2 separate regions of the Triticum aestivum genome follow, and region 2 is linked to region 1. A link is a contact called in public Hi-C data. All regions are on one chromosome and are shown on one strand. Each heading gives the region's core, a stretch centred on a gene start, on an enhancer-like site or on the middle of the called end of the contact. The rest is flanking DNA. Distances are from core to core; before and after follow the strand shown. Region 1 holds the start of LOC123180894. Region 2 holds the start of LOC123180895.

Region 1 (4,600 bases), core at 983-3,482:
TCCCCCAGCGCACCTGACGAAGGGTTTTTAGCGTTTGCGCTAGCGTTTTTTTCGGCATGGGGACGATCGAGTTCCCATCCCCGCCCCCAAGTTTCGGCTCTCAAACGCATCAAAATTCAAAGTTCACTTTCCCGCTACAAAAAAAACAACACAGTTCGGCGATCATCATGCCACATGGTCGGTGATCATTATGCCACAAGGTCGGCGATCGAACATAGCTAAAGTCCGGCGATCAAAAGGGTAGGAACAATAGACACAAGGCTCATCAAAACAGCAGGCTCCTTTGTCGCAGGGCTGGCCGAGGTCGGCGTCGGCGTGGGGCACAACTTCAGTGCTCGGGCTCGAGTCAGCGTGGGCGCAACTTCAGTGCTCGGGCTTGGCGTCGGCGTGGGCACAACTTCAGTGCTCGGGCTCGACGTCGGCGTTGGCGTAGTGGGCGTAGGAGCGGTGATCGCCGCCGGTCCCGACATCTGGTTCAAGACGACAGCCACGGTCCGCCAGTTACCAAGCCTTCACCTGCTCATCCATCGTCGACGTGTCTGCCCCATTCAAGAACGCTAGGTCGGTGTTCCTCTTCTTCGCGGTGACGTTGGTCCTAAGAAGGTCGAGCTTGACGTCCTGGTTCGTCATCAACGCCGGCCACCTCGCGTCGGATTTCTCCTCCCTCTTGGCGTCGGCGATGCACTGCTCGATCGACGATTGCAACCGTTCAACAGCGGGTGCTGCGTCCCTCGCTGCCTTGGCTCGTTTGTTGCCATTAGGGCGCCCTTCTGCCGCCGCTGGGGCAGACGCGTCCGGGTTGTAGGCGTCCTTCACCTTGGCGAGAGCGAGCCGGCACTCCGTCCATTTCTCGCACAACTCGATCCTGGTGAACACATGAAGGAACTTGAACTCTTGGTCGTTGTTGCCCTGGCGAAACATGTTGAACATCCGAACCATCTGCACAGCCAAAGACAAAAGTGTCGGCGAAGTACACGGCGAAGAACTGGGCCGGCGATCGATGGCCATACCCGACCCTTGACGTTGGCGCCGCTTTCTGGGCGAGCCACGATCTCCTCTTGAATCCCATGCCACTTGTTGCAGGGCCCTGGATGGTCGCCCAATGGTCACCATGGCCTTCTCGCCGCGGTCCATGTGGATGTTGGCGAAGTCGGGGTCGACCAACTTGCGCTCGTCGAACGCCGTCTTGATCCTTCTCCAGTACGTGTCGGTGTTGTGATTCGAGCCGGTGATCGGGTCGATGCTGACGGTATTCCATGCTTTGGCGAGGCACTTGTCTTCCTTGGACGTCCATTTGACGCGAGGCTCGCCCGGCCTGGCGTTGGCCGCCCGCTTCTTCTTTCTCCCTTTGGGCGCCGGCTCCACCTCCGCCGGTTCTTCCTCCTCCACCTCTTACTCGGCGTCGTCGAGCTCGTCCTCTAGGTCGACGGCGGCGTCAAGAGTTTCGTCTCGCGTGCGGAACCCGAGGCACGAAGCGGCGGTGCTCGAGCCGCTCGTGATCATCTCGTCCATGTCGGCGTCGGTGCTGCTGAAGTGTGGCGCCGAGCCATGTGCGAAGGGCAAGGCACTACGGCGCAGGCGAACTTGAGTAAGTCGGTGATGAGTAGTTGTACTGGGTGTTGAGGCCGGCGGCGAACGCGGGGGAGGGATTGCGCGGGTCGTGGTTGAAGCCTGACGGGGACGCGCGCGATGCCGCACCATGCAGGAAGGTGATGTTGGGGTTGAAGCCGCCATGCGCGTCGCCGTCGGCGTAGTCAGGCAAGGGCGCATACCCCCATAGTGGCGGCGAGAAGCTGGCTCCCCCACGCGGCTTGTGGGCACCGGCCGGCCTGTTGAGACGGAAGGTTTGCCATCCCCGCGCGAGACACCTCCTCCTACTCCGCCGCCGTCGCGTCTCTGGCCTTCTTTATGACGAGCTTGTTCTGCCGGTCAGCGGTGATCGCCTCCCGGCGATCACTGGGCGTTCGACAAGCCTGGGGGCCTTGCCATCGGTGCCCTCGGCTTCCTCTACTTTGGTTGGACGGAATCGGTGGCTAGGCGAGGGGCCGCATACTTTTTCGACAATATGGCGGGCGGATTTGGGGGAAAGAATTGCGAAAGCGACTAGGGAGAAGGAAGACGGCACTAGGGAAATGGAGGGAAAGGTAAAGAAAACGACGGAAATTCGGCCGGTATGGCCCCCGGTGCGCGGTTTTCGGCCCAACCCGAGTGGTTTGCGGCCGCTCTTATCCCTGCTCCACTCCACGTTCTCCGCATAGGACGTCACCAATTCGCTCGACTATCTCTCGGCCGCCGCCGCCGAACCAATCCTTCCATCAGCCGCGGCCGAGCCAATCCTTCCCTCAGCCGCCCTCCATTCCTCGCATCACGTCTCCACGCGCTACGTGGGCGGCATTCTGCTAGGCCAACCATCAGCCGTGAAGAACACAGACGTCTAATGGCGCCGCAGCTCCTGGGCTACTACTGGGTCTCCTCCTGGCCCCGGCTCCCGCAGGTTCCCCCGTGGCCCTGCGCATCCCACGCCCATCGCCGGGTGATATGCTTTGGGCCGCCCCGCTGCCGCGCCGGCGCAGTCAGGGTGTTAGCGGAGGTGGACCCTGCGCTGGCCCTGGACCGCGGTGCGAAGGCGTTGGAAATCCAGTTTCCGACTGAGGAGGACGGTGTGGGGAATGAGGAAGACGGCGAGGCAGTGGACGAGAGGGAGATGATGAGGCGGATGCGGATATCGCAGGCGAACAAGGGGAATACGCCGTGGAACAAGGGCAGGAAGCACAGCCCAGGTAGGATTGCACCCTAGTTTAGGGGTGTTTGGTTCCAGGGACTTTTTTGTGTTGGGACTAGAAAAAGTCCATAGCAAACCAAACAGGGTGGTACTTTTTGCTAAAAGTCCTTAGAAGCACTCCTTGAGAGTCTTTTCCAAAAAGTCGTAGGGACTAGAAAAAGTCCTAGGACTAGAGAATCAAACACCACCTAATCCTTCAATAGTAACTTTTGTGAAATTTTTTGATTAAAATGGAAGAAAAAGAGGGAGATTGGTACTGGTAGGTGGAAACCGTGTGATAGCAACGTGAGAACTCAACATGCCAACGGCCACCTTTTAGGAAATTCATGTAGATGTTCTGTTCCAGAAAAACATGGGATAACTGCAACGATGAAGGTTTAAATGGATCTAGTAAATGTCTTAGATAAGAGTTGCATATTGATTTGAGGAAACGGTAACGCCTTATTAAATTTAACTTGCATGTGCAGAGACGCTCCAGCGGATTCGGGAGAGGACACGGCTTGCTATGCAGAACCCCAAGGTGAAGTCATGTAAGAATTGTTGTTGCTATTTATATGTGGTGTCATGTCTTTTAATCCCTTGGTATTTGCGTAGTGTTACTTGAGCTAACTATTTCATAATGTAGGATTGTAGATAGCTAATTGAATACATTTAATTAATAGCAATATTGCTACAAGCTAAAATTGTTATCTTATATTGGATCGATTGAATGCCTGGGAACAATTGCATTTGGGTAACACATGGTCTCTACCTCTTAAGTTTGCATCCTCTGAGGAGATCAACCATCTCTAACTAAACTGGACAATACAAACACCCTTATGTCTTGGGGTGCTACAACGTTCTGGAGTTGCTTTATTTCATGGTGTAATAGATTGTCACCATACAGCTTCTATGTAGCTGTTTGTTTTGCAATGCAAAGGAAGGGTGAAAAATTTCAGGACAGTGAGTTGGATAGATTATTGAAAAAATGTACGTTTTCGTATGCTTGGTTCCACATTTCTGGCTGTGGATACGTACAAATGCAGACATCATAGCTAGAAATCTGGCATGTTTGCAATGAAATGTTCATCCAACCACATTTTATTTTGAGACACTCTCTAATTTATTGAATCATATGCTGATCGGAAGCAGTTAACTTGGAATATTCATACCATCATTTCTCTTTGCTTTCTACTGGGTATGTTTTGCAACCTTGCCAGGTAAAGCATGCTGAATAGTATTCATAAATGGTTCCAGGGCATCTAAATTTACTTATCACCAAAGAACTAGCCATGTACAGGGGTGCGTGGAAGCTTGCTATCCATGTGCCAGAACCATGAGTTGGTTGCGAGATCTTATGGGTTTCACCTCTAGCCTACCCCAACTTGTTTGAGACTAAGGCTTTGTTGTTGCTGCTGCTGCTGTTGTTATGTATTGAAGTATGTATTAAGATGTAATTTTCCTGAATTCGTTTGCTATAGTTCTCTTTAAAATTGGGATCTTACATGAAATATGCAGTAATATGTCGATATGTTGCAGCAACACGGGTACTGCATGGCTGGTAATACAGATACTTCTACATATATAGTTTGAATTAAAACCACGTCGAGTAATTTGGAACGGAGGGAGTATATAATGGGAAATGATTATTGTTATTATTATTGGTTTAATTACTTATAAACTATAATGGTGTGGTATTACAAACTAAACACACATGCCATAGCAGGCACAAATGTAACACTTGGTCCAACCGCAAAGGACCAGTGGGTGCATTAGTGTCAGGTACTAGGTGTGATCCCTATCAAAGCCTATATTTTTCTTGCATTATTTACTTGGCTC
Region 2 (4,600 bases), core at 1,152-3,651, 470 kb before region 1:
CAGAGGCATGGGTAAAGCTCTCAATTTTAGTATGCAAATGTATGCAGTAGTCAATTTAATTAAAATGTGTTTATGTAGGCATATGTATGGAGTACTAGTCCATTTAAGTGTAGCAGTAGTGCTTGCTTGATTGCTTGCAATAGTTTAGTTGCTCTTTTAGTTGCTCATAATTAAGTGCAGGAGTATCTTCTTCTCTGTTCTTGCTGTCATCTTCTCTTAGCTGCTCATAATTAAGTGTAGGGTTTTCTCTTTTCTTTTCTCTTCTCTTCTCTTGCAAATACTCCTCTTGTGCCCTCAATGATTTAATTTTCTTTAATTAAAATTAAACTGAGTAGCAGTAGCATTTTGCTTGCCGGAGTAGAGTATTGCAATGCATGCATTTGATTCAGTTTCTTCTCTTTTGAGCATGTTTGCTTGTAGTGCTTACAATTAAACCTTTTCAATTAATTTTCTTGGATTAAACCTTTTCAATTAATTTTCTTGGATTACTTGGAGTACTGATGGTGATTGCTGCTGTTAAGTTAGGACTTGCAAGCAGTAGTGCTTGCAAGCAGTAGTTTAGTGTAGGACTTGCAAGAAGAGGATTGCAAGCTACTGTAGTGTACTCCTCTTGCAAGTAATTTAACTAAAAAAATTAGTTGACTGAAAATATTCGGTTAAAGTTAACTGAAAACGTTCCATGTCAAATTGTGTACTCCCATTGCTTTATTTGATCATTTGAGTTAACAGAGTATTTAACTTTAACTGATCATTGTTTTATTTGATCCTCATTGTGTACTTCCATTGTTCTACTCCTGCATTTAGTACTATATCTGCATTGTTCTACTCCCATTCAGTTAACAGAGTAGTTCATGTCAAACAAATTCTGAAATATACCTGCATTTAGTATATCTCCATCTCCTGCATCTTCATCTCCTGCATCTTCAATCATCTCATCTTCTACAGGTGGAGTGTTGTTGAGGTCCAGGAGAACCATCTTCTACAGGCGAGACGACGAGGCCGTTGTCAGTGGTGAGCTGGTACTACAGGTAAAGCATGTTCTCCAGAACCTTCTGCTGCTCCTTATGTGTTGCTGATCTGCTACTACTGTTGTTGCTAATCTGATGATGCTGCTATTGTGAAACTACTGCTGCTGCTGTTGTCAAACTACTACTGCTGCTGTCATACTCCACATGCAGAAGAACCCAGCAGCTGTTGTTGCTGCTGCTGATCAGTATGATTATTATCTCTGTTGTTGCTGTTGTTGCAGGAGAAGGAACATGGCCAGGAGAAGAAGGAGCACGCCCAGGAGAACAAGAAGGAGCAGGATTAAGGCCCTAAGGACCTGGCATCGCTGCTGCTGGACCTGGGACCTAGGATTGCTGCTGCTGGACTTGGGAACTGGGATTGCTGCTGCTGTGTGCCTCCTTGGCACCCCTGGATCTGGGATCGCTGCTGGAAACAAGGACCAGGGATCGCTGCTGGAGGCGAGGACCTGGGAGCGCCTGGGACCTGGGCGCATGGAGGAGAAGCAGGGGCAGGCGGAGGAGAAGCAGGGGCGGGCGAGCGGACGATGGCCTGGTGAACGGGCGGGCTATGGCCTCGCGGATGGAGGAAGACGATGGGGATACCGATTCAAACTAGGGGCAACGATGTAAATTCCACCGTTTTCACCTGGTCGGAACTAATCCTCCAGCGACTTACATTTCGGAACGGAGGGAGTATAAATAAGGCAAGAATCCTCACAGTAGATAAAACTCTCCGAGTACTAACAAATGTGGCATGATAGTAGATAAAACCTTAGAAAACGCCATGGCTCGATGGCCAACACACACTAAAAAATTCACCACGCCTCTACAAGCAGAGGCACGCATCACACAAGGGGATAAGAAAAGGGATTCGCACCTCCTGCTTGCTAGGTCGCCATGGCCGAAGAAGGGCTAGGGTTGGGGCTGCTCCACTAACAGAGGTATATGTTCTGTAACAGAGAATAAATCGATCTTCATGAATAAAAGACCAACCCCAAATCGAACACACACACACACACACACACAGAAGTGATGGAGAGGGCACCTTGTCGATGGCGTCAGCACAAGGGTAAGAGCCGCAGCGAGCACCCACCTCAAGCGGCTTGAACCTGCATCGGAGCGCTCGTGCCGCTGTGGCCGTGAACCCTAACCTGCTGCTCAATCTGGGGCGAGCAGGGGGGAGGAGGAGCTCGCCTGTGGTGGGGATAAGGTGAGCGGAGGAGAGAAGGATAGGGGTGCAGGCTGTGGGCGAGGGCACTGGTGGCGGCGACGGCTGTGGGGGAGGGTGCCGGTGAGTGGCGGCAGCGGCAGATGAGGGAGAGGGGGAGGAATCAGGGTGGTGGTGAATGGAGACGATCCGTTTCTCTTTTTTTTTCTCTCCTTCGGTTTAATTTTTTTGACCTCACACAGTAAAAGGGTTAGGTGGACATCGCCTGCGGGCGCCCTTACCGCGATTGTTAATGGGCTTTATTTCCACATCACACAATAGTATGTGTCATGATCAAGTCAGACGCCCAACCTTCGTGCCACCCATAGAAGGAAAAATGTTCCAAACTAAAAAAACTAAATGTGAAAATCCTGGCTAGGCAATTTTTAGACCATTTGTAAACTTTTCCCTAAAAATATATTGCTGGGCAAAAAAAAGAGAGAGCGAAAAAGTGCAAAGAAAGAGCGATTTTTTTCCAGAGTGTGATCCTCCCTTGTTTACTTGCCGCGTCGTGATCTTGTTAGTGCCCTAGGCTCACGTCTCTAGTATGGTCTAGCCTAGGACTAGCACAGTATCATTCTTGAGCATTTATTCAACTTTGCATCTTTGAATTGATTATTGTTGGACATTTTTCTACCATATATTAAGCCTTCCCAATTTCACATATCATCTACATTGTGCGTTTGACACCACCTAGCAATTGCTCTATCCAAGCTTTGACGAGTTTTGATTACAGCAGTTTCCGATCACCACCTGCTGCTTGGTAAGAACATGTAAGAATTTGTAATTTGCTTGACGGGTTTGCGACTATCCACCACCCCTCAGGTACGAGATCATGACCATGTCCCTAAATTTAAATTGAATATTCCACCATTTGAGGGTAGGTGTTGGCGATATAACCCCAGGATATGACCCTCCGTGTGCTGGTCGGGTCATAGAAGTGGCGAGTCAATAGCCCGAGGGGAACATGGGCCGCGGGCGGTGAATATTGAAGACCCGATGGGCAGCTCTTGAGCGGGCCGGCTCTTAAGCCCAACACCGCGGATGGCAGTTCATGGCTTGGAAGGCGCAAGCCACCCTGAGTTTCCTTCCTTAGAGAGTAGGGAGGGTTAGGGATGTATCTAGTCACGAGTCCGATTAAGACTAGAACTCTTATAAGCTCGGGGCCTCGACGTGTATATAAAGGCGTGCCCCTAGGGCAGATAGACTAAGTTACAATCAATCGATAGCTAGGTCAAGCGAATCCGCTCCCTTGTAATCGATACTCAAGCAATACAACATAAAGCGGGATGTAGCATATTACCTCGATCGTGAGGGGCCGAACCTGGATAAGTCTGCGTCTCTCGTCCCGCTCAACCCCGACAAGCTAACCACCATCGCGATGGCCTCACACCTAAGTCCTTTCACTAGGGCATATGCCGTGACAAAACCACGACAGTTGGCTCCCACCATGGGGCCAACGCATGGTGGTTTTGAGTTCTTGAAGGGCTCTTTCCTAGGGATTGAGGGATACGCCGTTGGCAGGATGACAAAGAATTGCCGCGACAAGCTCTATATCGACGACGCTGGCTGGGGCCCCGAGGATGATTCAATCAAGTACGGGTACCAGGTCCCCTTCGGCGGAATTCATGTCTTCATCGAAAAGATTGGCAGATCTGAGCCTGAGCCAGACACCTGCACTGACCTCATCGAGTCGGCTCGGCGCACGCAACCCGCCCGGAAGCACGCTTTCGTTGGTTTTACGTAAGGCGTGGAGCTCGCGGAAAACTCTGCATCTGGGGGAGAGACTCTCATCTACTCAGGTGGTGAGTCTTCGACCGGAAAGATGGAGTCAATTTACCAGCTTCAAGACGGCGGGCTTGGGGACTATTCCAACGTCAACAGTATTCCGGACCCCTATGAGCCGCCGAGCCGCCATCTTCATGGTAGGCTCAGCGCCGGCGCTCAACAGCACGACGGCTGGAGTAGAAGTAGCTATTGACCCTTCAGGCTTCAGCTCACCCAGACCGCTGGCTCAGGCTTTGCTGGAGTTGATGAGTGAGTTAACAACCTTAATGGGGGCCGAGGTCACAGCAGAAAACCAAGTAGAACGCAATGCAGAGATCGCGAAGCTTAAGGAACAGATGACCCAGGCCCAGGAGGATATCAACGCAGAGAATGCCAGGATGTCAACGGTGCGGGCTTAGATTGAGGCTCAGTTGGAGCGCGTGAAATTAGAAGCTTGGCGTTTAAGTCTGGATCAGGACGTCTCCAACGCAGTCCTTCGGAGGAGGCACTAGAGTTGTCTGCCTTTACATTATGGGCCCATGAATTTTTGTAACACACCAGGGGCAGGACCAAGTACTCCACCGGTTATACCCCAGGTTGCAGAGGCACCTGGGAATAA

The links. Hi-C and Micro-C count contacts between places; a contact is called where the count stands out from the background.
Region 2: a Hi-C map of leaf shows a contact between it and region 1, with 6 times the contacts expected there. The contact joins the promoter of LOC123180895 here to the promoter of LOC123180894 in region 1. A contact is called at or near these places in 3 of 5 Hi-C or Micro-C datasets (all in leaf).

The regions. Positions count from the first base shown.
Region 1 is chr1D:184,869,540-184,874,139 of IWGSC CS RefSeq v2.1, reverse strand. LOC123180894 reads left to right here and starts at 2,232. Exons shown (of 6, transcript XM_044593078.1): 1 at 2,232-2,780; 2 at 3,250-3,302. The coding sequence starts at 2,438.
Region 2 is chr1D:185,335,981-185,340,580 of IWGSC CS RefSeq v2.1, reverse strand. LOC123180895 reads right to left here and starts at 2,401. Exons shown (of 10, transcript XR_006491379.1): 1 at 2,053-2,401; 2 at 1,885-1,957.